2 separate regions of the Triticum aestivum genome follow, and region 1 is linked to region 2. Evidence: chromatin contacts called from public Hi-C data. All regions are on one chromosome and are shown on one strand. The core of a region is the stretch at or near the end of the contact, and the rest is flanking DNA. Distances in the headings are between cores, read along the strand shown.

What was found. Hi-C and Micro-C count contacts between places; a contact is called where the count stands out from the background.
Region 1: a Hi-C map of leaf shows a contact between it and region 2, with 3 times the contacts expected there. The contact joins the enhancer-like site here to the promoter of LOC123147405 in region 2. A contact is called at or near these places in 2 of 5 Hi-C or Micro-C datasets (both in leaf).

The regions. Positions count from the first base shown.
Region 1 is chr7A:434,630,630-434,635,496 of IWGSC CS RefSeq v2.1, reverse strand. No RefSeq gene overlaps it. Among protein-coding and RNA genes, the nearest start is that of LOC100682427, 7.5 kb to the left of the region's middle. Within about 2 kb of position 3,301, at least 3 of the 8 cell types and tissues checked have an H3K27ac peak or open chromatin away from gene starts, as enhancers often do. A contact at or near this core is called in leaf, where this site is marked.
Region 2 is chr7A:434,134,587-434,139,662 of IWGSC CS RefSeq v2.1, reverse strand. It overlaps LOC123147405 (dihydrolipoyllysine-residue acetyltransferase component 1 of pyruvate dehydrogenase complex, mitochondrial), which reads right to left and starts at 3,127. Exons shown (of 17, transcript XM_044566643.1): 1 at 2,706-3,127; 2 at 2,608-2,641; 3 at 1,749-1,798; 4 at 1,617-1,661; 5 at 1,419-1,492; 6 at 466-535; 7 at 1-371. The coding sequence starts at 2,945.

The DNA of each region.
Region 1 (4,867 bases), core at 2,052-4,551, 500 kb before region 2:
CGTGGTCTGAGGAAGGATGGAGGCAATGGCGACCCCTTTGCACAATCATGACCGCCCCAAGCTTGCCCATAAGCTAGAGAACTGGTGCCATATCAGTTATATGTTCAGATGGACACTCATGACATGGCCATGCTTGTCATCCGACGTCTTTGCAGAAGCCCCCCAGGGACTTTCTCCACACCGCAGACTAAGGCATAGCCTAGTGGTGTGAAGGGGCTGATGCCTTCCCACCCACCCAGATTCAAGGCATGGTACTTGCAATTTGGGTTTGTTGCACCAATTATACTGTAGGGGGTTCCCTTACAGTCTTTCTGTCAAAAAAAAACTTTCTCCACACCCCCTTCTTCATTGCATGTCGGTGGTCACCTGCATGTGGTGTGTGGAGTGGGTGCAAGTGGCAGGGTGCGGCGGCCAGGTTGTGCTGTTCCCAAACTAGAGCGATTTCTGCTAGAAGCACAACATGGCTAAGGAAGGCGTCATCGCCTTCAAGCTAACGACATGGGCTTCGAGGTCAAGATCTATAACCTCAACACTTCCACTGCTAAGTCGTATGCCATATGGCTAGGTGGCCTGAATTGCTTCCGAACTATTTTAGTAATAGTAGTAGTATTTTATGGTAAGCTGTATCTTTTGATCAGGCAACAACACCCCTGTTGTTGTGCATGGGCATCCTATGTTGGTGCTAATGTAAGCTGCACAAATATGTCCCTAATTAGTTCTTCAAATCATGGTGTGGCATTCTAATCATGCGTGTTTCGAACTTGTTAGTGTGTTGTTTAGGGGGCGTAATGCTTGTTAGTGTGTTGTGTACGAGTAATAAGGTCATCACATTTGAAGGGGGTGAGCAGAACACTATTCTGCACACAACCAAACACCCGTAATTTGCATCTTCTCACCATAGAATCAGAGGTGCAAGTAACCAAATAACATGCAGAAAAATCATCAGCGATGCGAAGCGAGCTACCAAACACAGTGCAAAAATGGCCCAAAGCGTGTTTAGACCCACCCAGGCTCCACCAGGCCACTCATGCAGGAGACCCGAAATTGATGCGACTAACCAAACACACCCCAAATGAATACCCGTTGGAAGGAGAAAAAACAACCACTCCCGTCGATAAAGGCACCACACCATCACAACACACTTGGTGTTCGAGGCTGTAAATTGCATACTGAACATGAATTTGTTTGAAAGGTTGCTAGCCACATGGTGTCGAACTATAAGTGCACTACATGTATTTCTTCATCAGATAATATATTGTTGCGGCCTTCATCGACAAATAAGGCCTAAATGTGAGGAGGATGTTAAAATATGTTGGTCGTCTCGTCCGTCGGTTTAGATAATATATTTCAACAGATGCAGCTAAAAAAACAAAAGCATGTCATCTTCTTTCCGATCTGGTATAATCCTTTCCATTAATTCTCATAATAGAAATACAAAGTCCACAAACCAGAAATACAGGGAAAGGGAAACAGGAAGTAGCGAGCTCGGGCATACGCTAGGACACTCACCACCTACGCGTGTAATTAAGACATAGACCATGGGGCAAAAACCTGACACCACCATCACTCACCAACTACAACCTCTACGAGTCCAAAGAGTGACCAAAATGCACCAATATTACAGACCAACAAACATACCATCCATCAACGCTAACTAAACAGTATAAGGAAACCTAAAACTTGTGTGAATCAAAGATGAGATGGCCCTCTTCAGAAACAACCTCACATGTGACCATCATCTCTAGGTATAGGTGGCCCACACAATAGAATCATTTGCGTCACGCTGTTCTTCAACATCTCAGCGCCCTTCTTCACAGTATCAACCATCTACGGTTTCTGCAAATCGGTCCAATATAGCAGAAAAGAACATGGTATCAATCCATTTATGTTCAAAAGTGGCACGGTTACGTGCAAGCCAAAAAGAGTGCATCATCTACTCCCTTCAGTTGGGTTTGTACGTCATACACAAGTTTTTACATGTTCAATTTGACTAGCGAAACATTTGTAATATGTCACAAATATATATATAGAAACTTGATTCGATGACGGATCTAAGAATATATTTTATGTGGCATATAACACATGTTTTACTAATCAAATTGATGGCCTAAAAATTCATGCCCGACTTATAAACCTATTGTACATTACTACTCCCTCCGTCTCAAAATAAATGTCGTTTATTTAGTACAATATTAGTACAAAATCAGCAACACTTATATTTTAGGACGAAGGGAGTGCTTTGGTACGTATTTCTACGAGGATAAATAAAAAAGCTAGTACTTGCTAGATAAGGTAAACCACCTTTCGTGTAGCTACCAAGCAAAGCACCTAGTTTGCCTTATCTGTGCCAATATGCCAGTGAAAGAGGGACCAAAGGATTCCCAAAAATAAATAAATCAATAAAGAGAGCATTAAATCAACTAATCACTGACCACTAGCTCACCACTCTCCAGAAGCTCCAACAGTGAACATTTCTTTTTCATCTTCGTTTTCCATCTTTAACTGAGACATGCATGCACAGTGGATGCATGCTTTCAAGCCTTATCCACCACGAACATATATACCAAGAACAAGCGGCGTACGTGTCGACGGCGACCAACCGAAACTGACCGCCGGCGATTCCATGGCCGCCGCCTGAGCGACGTTCACATCGCCGGGCGGGGGCCGCTTCACGTGCCCGCCCACGTGCCGCCGCCCACTTGTTGGGGCCGTCCACCGTCCGATGAGCGGTCGGCGGCCCAGAGATCGCCAGCGGGTCGACGTCCCGGGCCACCGGACCCTGTCTTCTGTCGATCCAAAACGACTCGTAGCGCCAGATTATTGGGTGCCATTATTGACTGCACTCGGACATGAGGCATGAGATGATATGAATGTGATGCGCTGTCGTGATAGGTAGATAGATACCGCTCATCTATCGCTACAAGTGGAGACGCATCGTCGTAGTCTCGAGCTCTCTCAAACAGAGCAACATGCCTTTTCTAGCTACCTAGGGTCATAGTACATCGATCTGTGAACATGATCCTTGGTGTAGCTGGAAGTGGGCATGGACATGCAAATGGCACTACATTCATCAAGCAAATCCCCAGTTCGGGGCATACATAGTACTAGTAGCACTGTATCCATGCATGGAGATTTAAGAAGTGGAAACAACCGTTGTGCTTGGGCTTGGCCGGGTTCTGATGATTAATTGCAAGTGCAGTTGTGCTGCCGTCGATGTCACAACAATTCCACTGGGTTGGTGTTGTGCACACAAATTAGTTTCATATGCATGATTCTCTCGGGGAGGAGGGATATGGATTGGTGTGTCGCTGTCCGCGTAAGGCTACCTAATTTTTTAGTTTTTTTTTCTCGGCTATATTAGCCGATATGGGAAGGTTAACCGGTCATGTCATCAACTTCTTTCTCCATCGCTGGAAAAAGAGAGGAAAGGAACAATCTTGATGGGATAGCATGGATGAGCAGATAGGGTAGATAGATGGTGACATGTCAAATATCTCCTTCATATTGCTATACTGGAAAGCAATGTACATGCCGTATGTCGACACTGGACTAACAAATCTTTTGTATTCCTTGCTTATACATACATATGGCTGGTTAGCAATACTCCCTCTGTAAATTAATATAAGAGCGTTTAGATTACTAAAGTAGTGACCTAAACATTCTTATATTAGTTTACGGAGGAAGTACTATTTATTGAATTGCATGTACTGATTGACTTAGCCAAAAGGAAAGTCAAACTGTTAGGAAAACGTGGGACTATATTTTTACACCCACTTACTTGAGGCATCGTTAGGCATTACTCCTTTAAAAGATGCTGCTCGTCTTTTAGGGCATTGCTCGGACACCCTTTGCGTCATCCGATCCTCCCGTGCAGCGCATTGTCAGTCTGGCGCCTTCCCATCGTCCGATCGCGTAATCTAATGCCTCACCGTCTCGACGTCTTCTGGGGTGCATGACATGTGGGTCACAGGCAATTTCAAAATGATTTGTCTTTTATATTTACATCTTGGCATACCGATGAAACATAGTGCAAGTCTAATCGAGATTTTCTAGAATAGACTCAATCCTTCTCGGCTATCCGAGCAGCTGGCCACACCTTCTCAAAGTACTTCCCGGGCTTCACCTCCTTGTCTTGCCACTTTGGGCACTAACCGGCAATCTGCTCCATGTCCATCTTCGGGTAGTATGCTTGCACGGCTGCAAAAGACTGCCGCGCACCCTCGATGCACGCTGACTTCTTCCACAAGTCGACCTATGCGCTTGCTTCTTGGAGCCCGTGCACCAACCCGAAGCAGCTCGTGGGCAGAGGATTGCTCGACCACAAGGCCTTGCAAAGATCCTTCATGGCAGGCTTGGCAGCCCGTGGAAGCTCTGCCAACTTCTTCAGCTTGTCGCCGAAGACTTGGGGATGCGTCGGGTCTTGGAATTTCAGCCAAAATGACCTTTGTTGGTCGTTAGTCGGGTTGGTGCGCGCCCTGAAGTGCTGACATGCCTCCCACGCTGCGAGGAAGGTCTGAGAAGGCACCTGACATGTGCCATAGTTGCAATAGCTCCGGGAAGGCTCAACGGCTAAAGACACACTACAAAAGATAGGGCTTAGCAGAAGCAATTTCCATAGCCTGTCGGAGTTCCTCCTTCACCGCATCAGCTCGAGAAGCTGCCTCTTGGGGCTCTTGATCAAGCCGCCTGATCTCGGCGTCATCCTTCCCTTGGGAAACCTTCAGTGTGTCACATTCAATGATATAGAACGAAAGGTCCCCTTCCACAATACTGACGCGCGCCTGAGCAGCTTCATGAGTTTTTTGCACCTCGGCGAGCAACTCGGTGTTTTTCCGTGCCGACGACTTTAGCTTCTCGGCCAGAAGAC
Region 2 (5,076 bases), core at 1,878-4,377:
TCAAATGTGTCGCTCTTTGGTGAAGTTGTCTGAGAGTGAACTTGGGAATCACGAGCTGGTTGGGGCGAAGGTGCAGCTGGAGCTGTCTTTTCTTTGGCTGAACTTAAAGCAGTGCCTGACTTCAACGCAGCCAAAACATCACCTTTCAGAAGGGTGCCACGGGGACCTGATGCCTTCAGCAAAGAGGCATTAAGACCATGTTCTTTGATCAGCATCTTAGCTGCAGGGCTGATGCGGCTCATTACTGGGCTTTGTTCAGCTGCATCAACTTCGACAGTTTGTGCTGCACTTCCACTTGACTCATCCTCCTTATGGTCACCTCCAAAGGAGGTATCAGCAGGTATCTTTTCAATATCATCGGATTCTTCGACCTTCAAATGGGCATGGCAAAAGTAAGTACTGCTGACTTCAAAATTCAGTGGCCAATGAAATAATACGAAATATCAACTAAGCATGGAGCTATACCGTGACATAAATGGGTTGTCCAACCTGAACATCCTTTGAACCTTCAGGTACTAAAATCTTGGCCAGATACCTGCAGAATTGAAGTGGTGAACCAAAATGAAGATGTGCACAGATTACACAGATATGCATGGGACAGAAGAATAAACATAAAAGGCGGGCAAACACAAGTTGTACCTAGAGAAAGAAGTTTAGAGCAAAAACACAACACTGTATAACAGTTCAGTACAACAGAGCAATATGGTACAATAACAGAGGATTTTTTTTAAAACAAAAATTGGACTCTCTCTGTAAAGAAATATAAGTGATCTAAACCGCTCTTATATTTCTTTATGGAGGGAGTACAATATAACAACTAAGGTCAACGGATAGCGTACACATAGTTGCCACATAATGTCCATCCCGATAGTGATGAAATTGGTTAAAGATTAATCAGTTTCACGGGGATTACTGAACCTTTCTATGCACATTTCATACAGAACTTAATTACACCTGTGTCAACTAGGGATTTAATATCAACTAGCAAAAGCAATAGGGAGAGAAAGGGTTGTCAATGTAGTTTGGTTAAGTCAGCCAGCAAACCATATTTTTCTAAAAAAGAATGGGCAGAAATGTAACAAGACCTGGCAAAATATTCAGATTACTTGCAGCTAGAAAGAATGTGGGAGCCATAAATTTTGATGGTTGCTAGTCAGAAATAAATAAATTGGATGGCAAACTGTCCCAAGAGCATTCTGACAAGTTCTATCACTGCATGGGAATTCTAATGAAACCTATGTAACTTGTTCAAAGTGTAAAAACCATATTACGGTGAACTATGTAAACTTTGCTGAAAATCATTCCTTTAAGGAAACACTTGATATACACTATTATTTGTGTAATTCGAAAAGAATGACATGAGAAGAGTCAACAATCTCTCTTCAAATGCAATGGGAAGTGGAATAAGAGGACATTACCCCTCTTCAAGAGTTTCAAATTCAAGCGTGGCTTTGTCAGTTTCTATCTCACAGATCACATCACCAACCTCTATCTGCAAACAACATATAACTTTAGAAGGTACTATACCTGGAGTTGCTAAGAGAGAGAAATGTAAAGAACCCTATACTAGGGTATTCAAGGCATATGATGGAAGATTCCTATAACAAAAGCCTCACCTTATCGCCTTCCTGTTTTCTCCATTTTGTGATGTTACCTTGATTCTAATGAAAATTATGTTAGAGTCAAATATGTATAAATGGGGAAAACGCAATCATCAGGTATTAGTATGACCATTTTTAAGCTCTTACCATTGTAGGGGACAGCGCTGGCATCCCAATCACCATGTGTGGCGGAAGCCCTGCCAAAGTTATAAGAGCAAAATAATGATATAATGGACATTATTCGCTATAAATGTTCAAGTACATCTTCACTTGAAAATTAAGTTGCAAATGTAATAAAAGAGAGAGGATGTGATGGCACAAGTACATAGTGTGACAAAAGGATGTGCTCGGGATTCAATAGTAATTGTCATCGAGATAATACGTAGAATTAAGAGTCCTCAGGCTACTACCTTCCCTTGGCTGCGCATGAACTTATGTCGTTGTTTACCAATTATATTGAACAACGATCAGGAAGCACTAATAGTCTAAATCGGAAAAAAAAAACTGGCATTTCCATGAGGTTCAAGTTCACAATCAGGCATTTGCATTTCAGAGTTCAGTTGACGCAAATTCAGGCAGAGATGAATTGCACAGGATCCATAAGCTACTTCCTCTCTCTCAGTTTACAGGGCGTGCGCGTACCCCTAGGTCGTCAATTTGACTAACCTAATACAAGTCATATATTACAAAAAATATACCAATATAAACTTCAGATGTTCTATTTTCAAAAGGTATAATTTTTGTGTTATATAGTTTATATTAGGGTGATAAAATTGGCAACCTAGGTATAGGTGTAGGACTTGTAAACTGTGACGGAGGGAGTATTAAACATTTGCATGGCTTGTTTATATGCAATAAAAATGGATGCACAAATTAATTCTAGTGCATATAATATTAGAAAAAAACATCTCCACCGAAAGCGCACGTGCATAACTGCATATGTTTCTCTGAAGAAAAAAAAACACATGCATTCCCCTGAGACCATGTTAAAGTTAGAACACTCTACCTGCCGACGAGAACCATCGGGCCTGCATACCAATCTGCAGTGGAAATACCAGATGAGTACACAATTACGCGAGAAAATGGATTAAACTTTTGACTAACCCTGTAATGTCCCCCAGTGGATGCTGGGAACAGCGTTGCCGGATTCGCTCGGGCCATCGTGGAGCTCCGAACCCAATCGATCGGTCCAGATCGGGGCTCGAGTGCGCTCCCCTGGTTCGCCACGGCCACGGGGCCATGTTGTCGCGGGGCTCCAGGGGAGGGCAGCGCAGGGGAGACGCGTGGATGGACGGCTGCGCGGGAAAGAGCGGCAGGAAGGCAGCGGCGCGTCCGGAGGAGCATGACGGCGGCGGCCTGAACACCGGTCAGGTAGGGCGGAGAGGAGACGACGCGGCGAGGTAGGGCGGAGAGGCACTTTCGGCGGCGCCGGATTTAGGAAATCGATGGTACCCCGTCGAGATTGACTCTTGGAGAGGAAGGAGGTCTGGCCGGTACAACTGACCGAGGGAGGGCTATTCAGGGCCGGGCCGGGCCGAGCAAAGAGCCACTTTACCTCTGATTATTCTTTATTATTCTTTAGATCACTTTATAACTTTTAAAGTTACAAGATTCTCTGGAAATTAGATTGACTTTTTTGAACGAGCATTCGGAAGAATGTTTTGCAGAGGAATTAAAAAATAATAAAACCCAGTAGCTGCAAGAGCCCCTCACAATTTGACATCTACAACCATCCAGCATGTATCAACGTTCCAATCCGCCTGCTCGCTGTTATCAACGTGTCATCATTTTAACTCTTAATCAGGCTGCTGCTTCATAGCGTGGCATGGGGACCCTCTGATAAACTAGATGACCCGTTGCGTCAAATGACGCAGAGTCCAAACGCAGCCAAGAAGTAAGGCAAGAAATTGACACATTTTTGTTTATAGACAAGGCTGAGTTAAATCTAACATTTTCATACAATTATACGTAGATAGAAAAGAACCATAATTAAAAGGAAAATCATTACCTGATAGCACCTCTAATTGAAATGGTCAATTTTGGCCTCCTTTAAATCTAGTATGTGGAAGTAGGATTCGGGATGTGAAAGTTGGACTCGACATGTTCTTTTCGAGAGTACGCCAAAGGCGTACCTTAGCTTTATAGAAGGCAGAAATATATGTACAATACATTACATGTTAGTTGTAGACCACAGCTCGGCGCACAACACCACCTCCACTCCTACTCACTCACGCAGCTACTCGCTAAAGTTTGGCACTCTTGTCGCTCCCGCCTTCTTCCAAAGGCTCAGTTCTTGAAAGATCCAGTCTACCTTGTCCCGGTCGTTGCGTATGATGCCGCTCGCGAATACTCTAGCATTGCGCTGTTTCCAAAGACACCAACAGATAAGCATGACTATGGTGTCGAACCCCTTGCGGTGCACTTTCGGGACGCGCTCTTGCAGGTAGAGCACCACCACCCCTCCACGGTGGCCTCATTGGATGGGATCAAGGTTAGGTTAATCCTCAACCGCAAAAAACATCGGAACCACGCCTGTCTCGTGAAGGAGCATTGGAACAGAATGTGATCCAAAGTGTCTACTTCTTGCTCACATAAGTAACATGGCGAGATTTGGTCCTGCAGCCCGTGCATCGTCCTTCTGTCAGATGTCCAGCGGCGATGTTGCACTGCCAGCCACATGAATAGCTTGCATGCAAGAGGGGACCAGCATTTCTAGATCGCAACCGGGATGTGAAAGTCGGGCTAGCGATGAAAATTGAACTTGGGTCGTGGAAGTCCGACCCGACCTGGATAAGTCGGACTTGGCATATGGAAGTCGAGCTTGGGAGGTGGAAGTCGGACTCGTCGTTTGGAAGATGTACTCGGCGTGTGTAAGTCGGACTCGGCCTATGAAAAGTGGGCTCAGGCTAGGGAAGCCAGACGGGGCTATGGAAGTCGTACTTGGCCTCCGTAAAGTCAGGCTCAGGCGATGGAAATCAGACTCGGCCTGTGGAAGTTGAGCCCAGCCTTTGGAAGACGAAGTCAGGATATGGAAGACAGGCTCGACTTGTGGGAGTCAAACTCAAACATGGGTGTCAGAGTCAAACTCAGCCATGCCTCGGACATGGAGGACTGTCGGTCATGGGATGTTAGAGTCGGGCTCGACCACGGGTGTCAAACTTGGCAACTCAGAAGTCTGCCGCATAGGAGATCAGCTTGTATGCAATTCATTGTTGGCGTTAAATGCCAAATAATGTGATGTTACTCATAAGCTGCATTGGTTTGTTATGTAAGTGGTTTCTCCACAAAGTAGTGAATACATACAATAGATGCAAGTTACATTCAATTAGCTTTGGTATAAAGCTTTAGTCCGCATGATGAATGTCCAACGTGCCCCATGATGTATTAATAAGCAATCTTAGTTTACATACAATTGGCCTGGTATAACTTGTAAGTAATGTGTGCTACGGCAAAAAAAATGATGATAGACAATATT